3 separate regions of the Mus musculus genome follow, and all the other regions are linked to region 1. A link is a contact called in public HiChIP or PLAC-seq and promoter capture Hi-C data. All regions are on one chromosome and are shown on one strand. Each heading gives the region's core, a stretch centred on a gene start, on an enhancer-like site or on the middle of the called end of the contact. The rest is flanking DNA. Distances are from core to core; before and after follow the strand shown.

Region 1 (2,761 bases), core at 165-2,664:
AGCAAGCTTTGCAAACCATGAGGAGCAAGCCAGTAAGCAGCACTCCTCCATGGCCTCTGCATCAGCTCCTGCCTCCAGGTTCCTGCCCTGTGTGAGTTCCTGCACTCATTGCTTTTGATGATGACCGGTTCTACAGAACAGTGTGTGAAATAAACCCTTTCCTCCCCAAGTTGCTTTAGTCACGGTGTGGTATCACAGCAATAGCAACCCTAACTAAGACAATCACACCGAAAGGAACCAGTGAACAGAAGGAGTAGGCCAGGCTACAACTGAGGAAACATTATTGCCGTTACAGTAACAGGGAAGATGGGGAGATGAGAAGGGTCAGCGTATAAGGCGACAAGTAGTGCTGGACAGTGAAGAGCAGGCAGGTGCAGCCACACAGATGTCCTGACGAGCAGTGCTCAGAGGCAGAGGTCAGGGTCCACATTCGGACTCAGAACCTCTGAGCCCGGAGAGCAGATGGACCAGTCTAAGGCAGCCCAGAGGAGCATCTACCTTAGGGCTGAACTTCCCAGAACTCTCAAAGGGATCCAAGCTGAGTCAAAGAGATCACTAAGACCACAAAGTTCAAGAAAACCCAACCACAGCTGTAAATGAGGCAGATGGCAAGTGGGGACCTCCTTAGGGATGGCTCAAGATGGCTCAGTGAGTTCTAGGGTTCTTGCCATCTAAGCATGATGACCAGGGTTTGATCTCTGGGACTCATGTGAAGACAAAAGAGAACTAATTCCACAACATTGTCATCTAACCTCCACACAAATGGCATGTGTTCCCTGCCACAAAATAAAAAGAAAACATCCATCAGTGAGCAGAAGATGTGAGGGCTGTCCCAAGGAGTTTGCCTAAATGTTCTACAATGGAAAGTTATGCTTTGCAGAGAGAAAACCATTACTTAAAAAAAAAAAAAAAGGAAAAGCCAGGTTAGGTGGTGCAAGCCTTTAATCCTAGAACTTGGGAGGCAGATGCAGGCAGAGCTCTGTGAGTTTGAAATGAGCATAGTTTATCTACATAGTGAGTTCCAGGACAGACAGGGCTTTGTAGAGATCCTGTCAGAGAAAGTGGAGTACAGAGAAAGAGATAGAAACAGACAGACAGATATACAATACACAAAGGCTGCCTTATCATGTCCTCCTGCCCACTACTGAGCAAACAGAGTTTTGTTTAAGCCACCTAAGTACACATCCTGTGCCTGCCTGTGACTGGCACCAGGTGGGGCGAGGCACTCACCATGCTGTAGCTCACGTTCAGAGTTCAGTCACACCTGCAGAAGTTCCTGTGGGGAAAAAAAGCAGAAGAGAAATTACTGTGACCGGGGATGGGGTATTCATCGTTAGTCAGGGTGCCGTGTGTGCCATGGGTCAAGAGGAAGCACACTTGATTTCATCAAAAGGTCACCTGTGGAGGAGCCAGAGCTCCAGGACCAGGTTAATCATTAAAGGATTTGAGCGGTTGAGTTTATTATGCCAACTATGTGCTTCCTGGTTGCTTCTGTTTGGAGACACACACTATAGCTGTTCTGTTGCCTTGTTGGGTTGAAGTATTCCTGACTCTCAGGACACAGAGGTTCTGAGTTAAACACTACTGCAGGTCAGAACAGGGCAAGAAGAGATGAGCCACCCGAATCAGAAAACTAGGGTACTTAAGGTGGCCCCAGATTCGTGCACATGTGCCAATGTGTGTATGGATGTGTGCATTGATGTGTGCATACACCTGTGTGTGTATCCATACCGGTGTGCATTGTGTACCTGCATCTGTGTACATGCATGTGTCTGCATGTAGGTCTGCATACATATGTGCAGATATCTGTCTGTGTGTGTCTTTTTTTTTTTTTAAGCCAGAAACCAAAAGCTCCATGAAGTGTTTATTTAAAAGTGAGTGTGCTTTTATACATTGTTTAAAGTACATTTTATACATTGTTTTATACCTTATTATGGAATATTTTTTAACAATTGTTAAGCCCCATCAGCTAGGATAACATATAAAATGTACGATAAATTGCAATAGTACTGTGTGTGTCTTGACAGCCCACCCAGCATTGGACAGTATTCATTCCTCAGATGCTCTTTTGTCCCTGCAACGTGACAGGAGTGGAGGAACTTCCCATTATTGATCCCTCACAAATTCACACATGTCCTCGGTTTCCATTGCCTCCTTCATCAGAAAAGCTTGAGTGCAAATATCTGATCTGGACATGGCATCTCAACATTCAGAGTCATCCTAGAACCAGTGGTTAGAATATTTGGGAACTTGTTACAAATGCAGAATCAGCTGGGTGGAACATGCTTGTAATCTCAGAAGGCTGAGGCAGGAGAATTGTGAGCTCAAGACCAGCCTGGGTTGCCTAGGATCCAATCATTAAAAAAAAATTCAAATAACAGCTTCTCTCAACAAAACTAAACATTATCCCTGTCTCACTAAAGCAAGGCTCTGGAGAGATAGCTCGGTGGTTACAAGTGTCTCCTGCTTTTGCAGAGGACCCAAGTTCAGCTCTCAGCACCCATGTTGGGTGGCTCATAACCATCTGTAACTCCAGTTACAGAATTGATACTCTTCTCTGGCCTGCAAGGCACCCACACACTGATGGTACACACACACACACACACACACACACACACACACACACACACAAATGAAATGAAGATGAAAGTAATATTTTATTAACTAGGGCTGGTGGACCTATGACTTAAGTTATTCCACTACACATTCCTTCAGTGAGCTTATGGGCAACCAGGATAGACAGGAAATAAAGATGGTTTCA
Region 2 (2,761 bases), core at 196-2,695, 240 kb after region 1:
TTCTCCATGGGAATCTCACCGTGGGGGACAAACTATTCCTTTTATTTATTTATTTTATGTATGTGAGTACACTGTAGCTGTACAGATGGTTGTGAGCCTTCATGTGGTTGCTGAGAATTGAATTTTTAGTATCTCTGCTCCATCCGGTCGGCCCACTCGTTCCGGTCAACTCTGCTCACTCAGTCCCTGCTTGCTCCGACCCAAACGTTTACTTATTATTCTACATAAGTACAGTGTAGCTGACTTCAGATGCACCAGAAGAGGGCTTCAGATCTCATTACAGGTGGTTGTGAGCCACCACGTGGTTGCTGGGAATTGAACTCAGGACCTTGGGAAGAGCAGTCAGTGCGCTTACCCATGGAGCCATCTCGCCGTGGAGGACAAACTATTCCTAAGTGTAGGCCACGTGTCCAGCTGTAGAATGGTCAACAAAGAACCAGCTCACTGGCATCTTTGAAGGTCCCTGGTCACATAATGTTAAGCTAGGACTTTGGGTTTGTATATTTATTTAATTACACATTTTTGTTTACATTACATTGTTTTTGTTTTTTATTTTATGTATACATATATTTTACAATTTTTCTCTCTTTCCCTTTCTTCATCCCTCCCTCCCCGCTTTGCCCTGTAGGTCCCTTTTCATATATATTATGGCTTCCAGTGTTGTCGATAGCCCTGGGGCTAATTATATTTTATGTTAATTCCGTTTTCCTGTGTGTGGTTTTGAACAAGGAATGAGTCAGCGCTCAGGTGATTTCCTGTAAACCTGCTTCCCACCTTAATTTGTAAAATAAAGGAGAGCTGATGATTGGGCAGATAAAAGGGAAGGTGGAATGGAAGGTGGAGAAAGAAGAAGGAGAAAATGGATGAAGGAGAGGACGCGGAGGAGGAGGAGGAAGAAGAAAAGCGGAGCAGAAGCACATGGCCTGGAGAAACTGCAAGCTCTAAGGGGTCTCATAGATGTGGAAGATGGTCGTGTAGCGGTAGATCTGTCCAAACTAGGTGCACATATGTATTCATATTAACTGTGTTGTGTTTTCATTGCTGAGGCATATTTGGATTGGAGATTTACCGCAACATTCCAGCTTTGTATTTTCACGGGACTCTTGCATATGTGAACAAGTGTGTCTCTGCACTTATATGCATTTCTTGAACTCTTTTCCTTGTTTGTTTTGTCCTATTCTGATGTGTTAGGTTTTGTTATATCATATATCATATATTCCCTTAGAAGCCTGTTTGTTTTCTAATGAGCGACAGAAAGGGGGTGAATTCGGAGGGGAAGTGTGGGGAAATTGGAGGAAATAGAGGGAAGGGAAACTGTAATCTGGATATATTATGTGAGGGAAAAAAATCTACTTTCAGTAAAAGGAGGGCGGAAAGGCCACCTGCAGCACCGCCCTCAACTTGTAAGGAACCGGCGTCCCCGGACCGCCCTCTCTGCAGGGCCTGAGTCTGCGTAGGACTTGGAGACAAGAAGGAGGCGGGTCCGCGCAAGCGCACTGGCACTGAAGTGATGGCGGCGGCCGAGCGGGCATGGGGAGCAGCGGTCGGTGTAGTCCGGCTGTGCAGGCGGTAGGTGTTGGCTCCCTGGCTAGCAGATCCCTGTCGCTGCCTTCTCACAGGCAGGAGCTGGCGTCTGAGGGACCCTTGTCCTGGCTCCAGAGCCCGAGGCCAGCCACCTTCCACGGATGTCCCTTGTAAATCCCACGGGAATGTGGCTCCGAAGGGAAGAGCGGTCCCGGGGTTGTGTCGTGTCCTGTCGTTCCCTTTCCAGGGAGATCACGGCTCGGAGAGAAGTGAGTGACTCGAGGAAGTCCACCGCCCAGGCTTGTGCGAGTGCGTCCTGTTCCTCTTCTAGAGCCACTCCCTCAGATATCTGTCAGACCCGAGTGTGACAACTATAGAAAGGGGCCTGACAGAATGCTGATGCCAACTTGAAGTTTCAAATGCATTTCATCAGGCTAGCATAGAATCCCTCATCATCTGTCATCCCAATACTTGAAAGGTGAAGGCAGGAAGACCAGGAGTTCAAGGCCAGGTTAGACTATTTATGAGACACCCTCCACCACCCCACCACCCCCGTTTTAAAACTCCTAAATGTATCTCATAAAAATAGCAGATTAACAGAAGGATTTTGTGGGTTACCCCCTGCCCACCTGTTTTCGATGACTCCCCTTCAGTTACTTTACTCAAGATCGGTTAGACTTCAAAACTTCCTGCCAGAGTATACTTCTGGTTTATCCACGCTTGCTGCTTTTTCCCAGGGTTGAAGGAATATTAGGGTGTTTCCAAATCCTGGAGTATCCACTCCATTCACTTAAAGAATAGTTACTAGTTACCACGTAGTGATAACAGCTACCATTTACTGAACGCTCACTGTGTGGCCTGGTGTGGCCCTTATTGCTAGGTGTTCCTTAGGGAGAGTGATCTACAATGCTCTGCACGCCTTTTGTTTCAAATGAGTGCGTCTAATAAGGATGCAGCACATAGTCCTAGCATAAGAGAGCAAGCAGCCAGAGGGCACAGCACCAAAGCAGGTACACCATCCAGCAGATCAGGCCGGGGGAAACCCCAGGATCCAAGACACTTACTGGGGACTCTGGTTGCCAAGGGTCTTCTCCTGGGTATGACATTTAATTAGCTATTTCTGTCATCGGCATTTTTTTTTTTTTCGATTCTCGAGACAGGGTTTCTCTGTGTAGCCCTGACTGTCCTGGAACTCACTCTGTAGACCAGGCTGGCCTCGAACTCAGTAATCCGCCTG
Region 3 (2,761 bases), core at 182-2,681, 200 kb after region 1:
GGCTTCAGATGGCTCTTTTGTTGCAGCTCTCTGCTCCTACTGGTCTGTGTTACCCTTCCTGGATCAGTTTGGTTGACAGTAGAACCTTATAGATCTGCTGTCATTCGTCTTGTTGATGGAGTGGTTGGCATACAGAACAGGTAAATGGTGTGCCTCAAAAACCATCCCATCTCCTGAGGACAGCAGGAGGACAGTCTCCCCTGCTGTAAGCATCCTAACTCATTAAGATCATGTCCTGCTTTCTTAAATTCTGTTTGTCTGCTTCAGCAACACAACATAAAAACTGAGCTTCAATGTAGAGAGGCAGCTCTCACATGAGTGGACGGATTGGAGGGAAGGGATAGTTAAAGCCCTGAGGGATTCAGTATCTGCTCATTTTTATTTTCAGATTATCAAAACTAAGGAAAGGGCTTACACGGCTTTCTGAATGGTTTTAAAATTACTTAGCTTGATAACAGGTGGTTTATGCTAGGGACCACTTACATGGTCACAATTACATTGATACTTGTTTATTGTTCTGTGGGCCACTTCTCAAGCATCCTTCAGTTAACTCAGGCATCATTAAGGTTTTTTTTTCTGTCTCCCGGGATTTTCTGCTGATCTTCAGTGCCATTTTCTTAATGAAGATTGGAGCAAGCAAATCCCACTAAACTATGCTGCACTTTTGCCATTGGGTTGAAACAAAATAGTTTGTTGTGGATCCATCCCACCAGTGAAATGAAGACCTTTAACAACATCAAAAAGAAAAAAAAAAAAAAGAGCTTCCATGTTTTACTCTGAGATTGTCTGACTCACTCTACTCAGTATAGGAGGGAATCCAAACTCTCAGCAGAAACTACTCTGCTCCAAAGCATCTTGGCTGGGGTGTGTCTTGTCTTCTAGCTGCAATAGAAGGCAGAGTCTATTGCCTGTCCTGTGTAAGCATCCTCGGTGAGGGACTGTTTGTTCTCATCAGTTCTTTAAGATGCCTTCCGGGTCTTTAGGACTGAGAATAGCTTCTGTGGTCTTGGGCTGGTAGGAATATTACATCCAGTTGATGTGTCTATTAAGTTAAGGGAGACTGAGTCTGTGTAAGAACCAGGCAAGGCCTTGGTGGTGTCAGTCTCTGTTGCAGCTCAGGTGGCTGTTGCCTTGGTTTTCTTTCTGGCTTTGGTAACCTTAGCCTTTCAAATGTTATATGAGCAAATGGAGTGTTATTATACCTGGGGGTTGATTTGCTTTTCTTTTCCATTTCTTTCTCCTCTTTTTTTTTCCCCCATAATGAAGCTCTGCATTTTTCTCTCCCTAGCAGATTCAAGCCCCAGTGAGACAACAGCCAAAAGTTCAGACCACTCCACCTCCAACCATCCAGGGACAGAAAGTTGGATCTCTCACTCCTCCATCATCACCCAAAACCCAACGTGCTGGGCACAGACGGATTCTCAGTGATGTAACCCACAGTGCAGTCTTTGGGGTTCCTGCCAGCAAATCAACCCAGCTGCTCCAGGCAGCTGCAGCTGAGGCCAGTCTCAATAAATCTAAGTATGTTTGTTCTTATCATGTGGACAAGGTCTGCTCTGGGTTACTACCATAGGATTCTTTGCATAAGCTTGTGGCGGTGTGACAGTAAGCACATGCCAGTGGATGTCTGTATTTAGTAAGAGATCATGAGCTTTTCCCCAGTGTGTGCACTCTACAGACCCTAAGACTCAGTTTCCATTCCCCATCTGGTCTATGCTGTGTCTTAATTCTCCCTGTACTGACGATTACACTTTGGACACCCAGCACTTAGAAGGCGCTGTCTCAGCAAGCATTGTCTGCACAGGTGACTTGGCTCTTTGTGACCTTTGGAGCTGCTGCTTCTCCTCTCCCAGAGGGAACATGATTTTTTTGTTTGTTTGGTTTTGGTTTTTTTGTTTTTGTTTTTTGTTTGTTTTTTTCGAGACAGGGTCTCTCTGTGTAGCCCTGGCTGTCCTGGAACTCGCTCTGTAGACCAGCCTGGCCTCGAACTCAGAAATCCGCCTGCCTCTGCCTCCCGAGTGCTGGGATTAAAGGCGTGCACCACCACGCCCGGCTGGGAATATGCTTTGGCTCCTTAGGTTTGTGTGAGGTGTTGTCCTTTCCTCTCCTGCAGTACTTTGTCTAGGGTCTTTTCTTCTTAAAAGCATATATCACACTGTTTGATCATGAATTTTGTGCATTTGGCCAACCTTTATGAACCTGATAGGTTGCTGGTTCTCTGCTTCAGGTACAGTCAGTCTTATTGACCACTGTGAAATCAGTGTAATTTTTCACCCATAGCTTCCTTGAAACCATGTTATCTACGATTAATCATATTTAAGTGAAGAAAGACTGAAAGAAAAGTAGGTCATCTAAACATATAAAGTAGTGGCATGTGTTTGTTTAGTGATAGAATGCTTCTGCCATTAAACAACATTCTGAACATGGGATGAAAGCTTAAGTACTGCCTGGATCCTGAACGTTCAGAGGCAGCCAAGAAAGGGGGTTTGTTATGCTTGACACACAGGCCTCAGCATAGGTTGCTGTAGACCCTAACCTCAAGGGTTTTGCAAAAGACAGGCAAGCTGCAAGATTTCCTGAGAGCTGAAGTGAAGGAGACAGCATTTGTAAAGACTAAACTTTCCAGTTTCTGTGGGAAGTCCTTTAGGAAAACACTGGAAATTGTGGTTTAACTGAGAAAAGAACTGATACCATAATGAAAGAAAATCATTTGGGCCCTTCTGCTTTGCTTAACTTTCTTTCCCTTCACCCTTGGGGTGCC

What was found. HiChIP or PLAC-seq counts read pairs in DNA pulled down with a chosen protein or histone mark. Capture Hi-C pulls out chosen DNA fragments and counts their contacts.
Region 2: a contact with region 1 is called in an HNF4G HiChIP or PLAC-seq map of pancreatic cancer cells. The contact joins the promoter of Nfu1 here to the enhancer-like site in region 1. A contact is called at or near these places in 3 of 39 promoter capture datasets (the 3T3-L1 cell line, the SN4741 cell line and liver), 3 of 484 Hi-C or Micro-C datasets (the HL-1 cell line, MC3T3-E1-derived osteoblasts and pro-B cells), 10 of 115 datasets of contacts at active chromatin or transcription factors (the 230-238 cell line, the NIH/3T3 cell line, cardiomyocytes and 6 more) and 3 of 9 other capture datasets (adipose tissue, liver and macrophages).
Region 3: a contact with region 1 is called in a promoter capture Hi-C map of pancreatic islet. The contact joins two enhancer-like sites. A contact is called at or near these places in 3 of 9 other capture datasets (adipose tissue, liver and pancreatic islet).

What each region holds. Positions count from the first base shown.
Region 1 is chr6:86,764,532-86,767,292 of GRCm38.p6, forward strand. It overlaps Anxa4 (annexin A4), which reads right to left. Exons shown (of 13, transcript NM_013471.2): 2 at 1,231-1,276. The coding sequence starts at 1,233. Among named protein-coding and RNA genes, the nearest start is that of Anxa4, 28 kb to the right of the region's middle. Within about 2 kb of position 1,415, at least 43 of the 459 cell types and tissues checked have an H3K27ac peak or open chromatin away from gene starts, as enhancers often do. A contact at or near this core is called in the 230-238 cell line, extraembryonic endoderm stem cells, liver and 2 more, where this site is marked.
Region 2 is chr6:87,008,391-87,011,151 of GRCm38.p6, forward strand. Nfu1 (NFU1 iron-sulfur cluster scaffold) reads left to right here and starts at 1,446. Exons shown (of 8, transcript NM_020045.3): 1 at 1,446-1,569. The coding sequence starts at 1,511.
Region 3 is chr6:86,962,705-86,965,465 of GRCm38.p6, forward strand. It overlaps Aak1 (AP2 associated kinase 1), which reads left to right. Exons shown (of 16, transcript NM_001378654.1): 13 at 1,292-1,521. Among named protein-coding and RNA genes, the nearest start is that of Nfu1, 46 kb to the right of the region's middle. Within about 2 kb of position 1,432, at least 11 of the 459 cell types and tissues checked have an H3K27ac peak or open chromatin away from gene starts, as enhancers often do. A contact at or near this core is called in pancreatic islet, where this site is marked.